Linked DNA regions of Mus musculus: region 1 is linked to region 2. A link is a contact called in public HiChIP or PLAC-seq data. All regions are on one chromosome and are shown on one strand. The core of a region is the stretch at or near the end of the contact, and the rest is flanking DNA. Distances in the headings are between cores, read along the strand shown.

The links. HiChIP or PLAC-seq counts read pairs in DNA pulled down with a chosen protein or histone mark.
Region 1: a contact with region 2 is called in an H3K27ac HiChIP or PLAC-seq map of epiblast stem cells, with 5 times the contacts expected there. The contact joins two enhancer-like sites. A contact is called at or near these places in 1 of 15 datasets of contacts at CTCF or cohesin (the NIH/3T3 cell line) and 2 of 115 datasets of contacts at active chromatin or transcription factors (embryonic stem cells and epiblast stem cells).

The regions. Positions count from the first base shown.
Region 1 is chr12:52,482,945-52,486,177 of GRCm38.p6, forward strand. No RefSeq gene overlaps it. Among named protein-coding and RNA genes, the nearest start is that of Gm35135, 4.0 kb to the left of the region's middle. Within about 2 kb of position 1,852, at least 1 of the 459 cell types and tissues checked has an H3K27ac peak or open chromatin away from gene starts, as enhancers often do. A contact at or near this core is called in epiblast stem cells, where this site is marked.
Region 2 is chr12:52,185,275-52,188,764 of GRCm38.p6, forward strand. All of the region lies in intron 6 of Nubpl (nucleotide binding protein-like), which reads left to right. Among named protein-coding and RNA genes, the nearest start is that of Nubpl, 89 kb to the left of the region's middle. Within about 2 kb of position 1,372, at least 68 of the 459 cell types and tissues checked have an H3K27ac peak or open chromatin away from gene starts, as enhancers often do. A contact at or near this core is called in epiblast stem cells, where this site is marked.

The sequences.
Region 1 (3,233 bases), core at 602-3,101, 300 kb after region 2:
TCATCTCCAGACTGGAGTCTCAGGTTAGCTCCTTGGATCTCTCCTAGACTATAAAAGCTATGTAGGCCAGTATGCTTTCTACATTGCAGTGAACACACACACATGTGCTCACGCACACACTTTTTATCCTGCTTACTTCTTAGTTTTCTGCAGCCTATGGAATAATGCAGAAACTCCCAGTTGGAGCAAACCTTGCTTGTTCAGCTGTAGATTATTGACTCATTTTTCTTTAACCTTGCACATCTTTTCATAACTCCAAGGCCATATAAGTGTGTGTGTGTGTGTGTGTGTGTGTGTGTGTGTGTGTGTGTGCGTGCGTGCGCGCGCACGCGCCTAAAATACCCTTCCTCTCTTCCCCAAGTAAATATTCCCTATTTCTTCTTTCAAGCTAAATCCAAAGTGTTATCTCCTTTGGAAAGTATCCCTGCACAGGCAGGAGCTAAATGGGTCATCTGCTTTTAGATCTTCCCAGCTTCCACAGTTCTCTGTAATTCTGGCATAGCAGCAATATGCGCTCACTGAACTACAAACATGTCCAGTAACGCAGCTCTCTAAACTTGTGAGATTGAATGAGTACTGTATGTGTATCAATCCTGTGTTTTTGTTCAGACCATGAAGATAATATTCATACCTACCAGACACAGTAATTTTAAGTATTGGCTGAAACAATCTTTGTACAGAATATAAGACCAGGGCTGGTGAGATGGCTCAGCAGGTAAGAGCACCCGACTGCTCTTCCGAAGGTCCTGAGTTCAAATCCCAGCAACCACATGGTGGCTCACAACCATCTGTAATGAGATCTGACTCCCCCTTCTGGAGTGTCTGAAGACAGCTACAGTGTACTTACATATAATAAATAATAAATAAATCTTTAAAAAATGTTTAAAAAAAAAAGAATATAAGACCATGCTATAGCTTGCTAACTATGGTCACAAGACCGTAGAAGCTCTGCTGTCCTTCAGTAGTTACTTTGCAGTCTGTCATTGGTGGATTGTGTCTGTAGTGTCTATTCCCAAGCCCAGAGCATAATAGTTATTAATTTATATTTGTTGGAAGGAATGACACATAAACTTCCATCTTTATTAACAAAGAGAAAATGTTAAACTATACAGTATGTTTGGAAGTTTTATGAATTGTCCTTTCTGTTAACTTTTAGTTAGATCTTCAGTTTTGAAATCACAAAATGCCCAGTGTTGTCCAGCCCCACCCAGCCCATAAGATCCCAATTCCACCAGTTATAAGATGATGGTGCTGTCTACTTAGAACCGAAGTTCAGAGTTCAGATTTAAAAAACAGGCATCGGCTCTCATGGTGATGCCTTCATCATCTCCTTTCTTAGAAGGACCTCACTTCCTAAAAGTGAGCTTTGGCAGTGTGAACCAAGACTTGGGATCCCATTCTAGAGCAGGTAATGGCAAGTCAGTGGATCCAGCCAAGTTTATAATGTAGCGTCCTAATCGTTCTGCTGGTTGTGTCTCAGGTGCCGTGGGATTATTTTAGCACTTCACTTTGTCTTCATGCTTCTAGCTTAGAAACGGGTTAAAAAAAATTCTCCACAAGAAAGGTGAAGGCTAAATGTGGGCTGTGTGCACAGTACTTACTCCTAAATTGTCTCCAGGAGCATCTGGCATGTGGTAAATGCCCAACAAATGCCATTCCATTTCTCATCCAAATGTATTTACAACACTGTTTTATTCAGATTCACTTGTTTACATGTGTGTCTACCCTTCCGCAGTGTACACACATATAGAGCAGGCCTGAGTCACCTCAGCTTTGCTTCCTAACACTCGGCCTATTGCTTGACACAGAATGTAAATGCATTCATTTAGAATGTGAAAGCAGTCAGGCAGGAACGGTGGGAGAGCAAAAAGAACAACAAATGGGAGGAAAGGAAGGAACCAAGAGACAGGCAAGTCTGCGTACACAGGACAAAATGCCTACAGTTTGCAAGGCGTTACTTAGGTTAAGTCAGTACATCTTAGTTACTTATGTCTTAGATATGCTCTAATGGTTCTGAGACATTACCGAATTATACAAATAGATTTAATCCTTCAGAGTCCAGTGAAGAAAACTTAAATGTCCTTTTAGTTTTATGCTGGTGAACAAGCATTCCTGAATAAAAATTGCTTGTCAAAAATTTGACAAAAGCAAGATAAGGCTGTGAATTTGATGGTCTGTGTCCTTTATGTCTACAAAACTCGAGGCATGTCACAATGTTTAGTACTCTTAAGTACTTAGAAAAGTTTGCAGTCTGCAATCTCCTCGTTCTCTGACCTCCTCGGGGTGATCTATCGCAGGTGAAATGCATGTGTTTAAGGCTTTTTAGTGACATGTGTGACACACAGGATGAAATGATACAATCTGTGTAGTGTACAGTTGCAGTGCAATGCATACCAATCAGAAGAGCTGTGTGCTCTTGGGCTACAAAACCTGGAGTTTGAAAACACTGCTTTTTATTATTATTATTATTATTATTATTATTATTATTATTATTATTATTAAAAGATCGAAGAAGCTGCTGTTGCAGCCGTTTCAGCCTTCCTGAGGAGACCTCAGATAGCTGTTCTCCAGTGTCTGCAGTGTGTCCTTTTGTTAGGTGTCTGCTTGAAGCTATTGTTCTTTTCTCTAATTAAAAAATTGATACATTCTGGTTATGTGTATTTAATTATTTTAAAAGCTTTCACTAACATTAAAGCGAAGGAAGTATGGAAGTATGAAATTCTTTTCCACCAGCTCCTTCCCTCTCCCTCCAGCATCCACTTTCCTCTGTAGGTACATATCTTCCAAGCCCTGGCCCGCGTGCTACCTGTACAGGTAGGTACACAGTGCAGAGGCGTTCTGAGGGTCACCTGGAAGGGTCTGTCCCAACACGGAATGACAGTCCTTTGTCATTCTTCCCTGTTTTCTGTAAGGTTGTGATTTGCTCTGCCTTAACTGATCTTGGAGACACAGTGAGGTGCCGGGGTAAAGACACTTGAGTGTCTTAGACAGAAGGAGAGCAGGGAACCATTGTGTCACTTCAGTTCAATCATGAACTTTGAATATGTCCTCATTTGGGTGTTTTCCTCATAAAGAAATCTGCTGTAAAGACATGTTTAAGTTCTAGGTGCATTCATCTTAAATTACATGCAAGGAGAGTTCAACTGGTGAAATTATTTACTTCAAAATTATTCCATAGCACATATTTGAAGGGGCAAGTCAAAACTCAAATGGAAGTGGAGGAAACAGAAGTT
Region 2 (3,490 bases), core at 122-2,621:
ATCCAAAGGGGAAAATATCCAGTCAATTTGGAAGAGAATCAAGGAAGTTAAATTCTGTTTGTGCAAGACACATAGCCAGGAGGAATCTAGAGCCAGGGCAAAACAGATGGGATTCAATAATTGAGACTCTCCTGTGATGTGGAACTTTGTGCGGAGTCCCAGGTAAATTAGTTGTGTTCGAAGAAGTAAGGGTATTAGAAATTTGAGACTATTTAAAAAATGTTATTTTAGTATATGAATTAAATAGAATTTGAAAGTGGAGTTATGTGAGGAAAGTCAGATCTAATACACAGAGAAAAGAGTCAAGGATCAAGGTGTCACACAGTAGAGTAGGAGCCAAGTTGCTAGATAAACTGTGAGATATCCAGGTAGGTTGAGTACTAGAGATATAAGGGATAATTTAGGGCATGTCCACACTTTAAAGAAGAATCTGGTATTTAAATGAGCTTCCTGTATTTTTTTTTCTATATTTTGCTAGGAAGTGACCCTGTTAATATGGGAACAAGAATGAAGTTGGGAGAGGCTGGGCATGCCATTTCTGTAAGGCAGGTCCCTTGAGAGCAAATTCAACATTATACCAAGGACTGGTTAGTATTGAGTTCAGAATGCAGCAAGGAGTCATTACAATGCCCTGACCATGAATGGGAGGTGGAAGAATTACTCTAACATAGTGAAACACCCTTCACTATGTAGTAGTTGGCAGCTACTTTAACCCATTTACATTAGCTTCTGAGGATATCTTAATCCTCAGAATACAGAAGTGATAGGATTGGAAGTTTATTGATTTCAACTTGCCAATTTCTTGTAAAATATCTGTATGTTTTCACCTGGTCTTCTTGGAACCTCATGTGTTAAAAGGAAGGGAGAAGATTGGTGAGTAAATATGGGGTGTGTTTGGGACTGTGTAGGACGTAAAACCATGGCAGGAAGTTTGATAAGGTAGAGCAGGTCAAGACCCAGAGACTAGGTGGGCACATGCCTGAGGCTGAGGTAACTCCCAGCTCCCTGCCAGACTCCTGACTTGGAACACATGCCATGCTTCTCACATAAAAGAGACTTGTCCCAAAATAGAGTTCTTCATGCTAATGAGGTATCTAGAGGCCCAGAGGGCTTAGTCAGTCAGCTTCCCTTTCCAGACATTCCTTCCTGCCAAAGGTATTTCATCTCAGGCCCACCCTGAGAAAGGGGCCATGGTTTTACACATCCACTTTCCGTCATGACAATAAGCTGTTTAGAACCATGGACTGCTTCTTTTTCACCAAGATCCACCTTGGGGAGCCATGAAGAAGGCCTTTGCCTACAGAGTGGCAGCTTAATCTCCTGTGGAAGGCCTCTCTGTGCTCCCAGCTGCAACCCCCTCCCCCCACCCACCCTGCCTACAACCCAACAGGAGTGCATTCTGTGATGCACTGCAGAAAAGTATGTCAGGATATAAAAGCAGAAAACCAGGCTGAGAAATGCTGGAATGTATTAGTACTGAATTTATTACTGTTTCTTCTTATTCTCCTCATGTTTGAGATAATGTGTTTTCTATTTTCTGTTTTGATCTTAATCTTTAAAGGTAGAACAATTTAGTGTCTTCTACTCCATGAATTACAACTGGTTTTTAATTTCTCCGTTAGGATTCCTGAGGAAGTTTTTTTTTTTTTCTTAGAATCTTTAAGTTTGGAAATATAGGATATTGGGAAAAAAATAATCATAGTGCTTAGAGAAAGAAGTGGAGAAGGGAAAACTTCCAAGTCTGGGAGAAGGGGACACCCGCCTCGGCACAGCACACACTCGGAACTGGGGATTTTGGCAGTAGTTTCAGAGGTTTTAGTTCAGTCTCTCATATCCCAAATGTGGAGCAGATGCCAGGTTTTTTCTCTCTAGGGCTCTGATAATGGCATATAATGAGTGGTTGTTTCCTAGCAACTAGAGAAGCAGTTCATTTTAGCTGATCCTGCAACAGGAATGAGACATTTCCCCTTGATAGTTGGTATTAGTGATTTCCCTGACAATGGAATTTCACTTTTGAATAAGGAATGCTCTCAGCCCTTGGTTTCCTAAAGAATTTTTCCTTTGAGTTGGGCTAAACTCTGCTTAATCCTGTATAAAATGAAAAAAGAAAATGTTTGAACTCCCCTAAGTACCTCTCCTGGGAAGGGCCAAACGAGTTTGATACGTAGTTTTGCAAATGGCAAGTGATTATACAAGAAGCTATAATAGGCCTGTTTTTCCCAGTGTTTAATTAACAACCAAGTTCTTTTCTGTATTTAATGTTTGCAAGAATAGAGGTTTATTAGGTAATGGCTAATGTCTTGTGGAAATAAGTATATATAAAGTTTTATTAGCAGTACTATTTCATATGAAGTGTACATAGCAAAAGCATGCATTATCCGGTGATGCAAGCTGTTTTCTCTATCATATTCATTATTCTACCCACAGATCACAGGTAGGCACTTATCAGAGTTCAGTTTAAGGTTAGTAGTTGTAAGTATTTGCATTTAACTGAGTCAAGTTCTAAAATTCTTCTTGTTGGGCAGTCGTGATAACTGCAGGAATCTGTGACTGTGGCCACAAATGGTGGCAAGAAGACATTGCAACACATGAGTTTCTTTGTTGTCATTCATAGTTGGCCAGTTTCTAAGGAGATTATTCATTTTTCTTCTTTTGACATATAAATAATAGAAAGTACTTTGTTATACAGTAAGTTTCAAAGGCTCTTAGACAATTAGGCCAAGAGATACAGTATTAAATGACATTTTAAGACAATTAAGTTAGTTAGTTCTGTCTAAGCACACCAAGAAGATGTATTGTCTTTCAGGGCACCTGTTCTCTGAGAATGCATTCACTTGCAGGTGAAGTCACTGGGTGTCATTGTGGTCAGTTGATATCTCACCATATTCATTCTTTATCAGGTGCTCATCATGTTTAAAAGTGATTTGATGGATCTCTGCGAAGCATTTAGAATTAAGAATACTACAATCCTCTGCTCTACCAGTTGAGTAGAGCTATTGGGGTAACAGTTATGGTGGAGCACCCAGAAACTGGAGTGTGGCTAGTAATCTCACAGGTGCCTCAATAACACTTGAGTTACATTAACTGGATAATGCTACATGTTATCCTGGCAGGGTAGCTGGCAGAACAATAAATCCTTAGGTAGAAAGGAAGAAAGGAAGAAAGGAAGAAAGAAAGAAAGAAAGAAAGAAAGAAAGAAAGAAAGAAGAAAAGAAAAGGAAAAAGAAAAGAAAAGAAAAAAGAAAAGAAAAGAAAAGAAAAGAAAAGAGGAGGGAGGGAGGGAAGGAAGAAAGAAAGAGGAAAAGAGACTGAGGGGGAGAGTCTACAAAGGTCAATGTGGGTAATGAGTGGGAAAGGAGGTGGCACAATTACAAAAAACGTATTTTTACATATGTTATATGTATATGCTATCTTTTAACATGTATATGATGATTTTAAAAATAAAAATATACCCCCCCAAACCAAGACAAACAAACAAACAAACAAACAA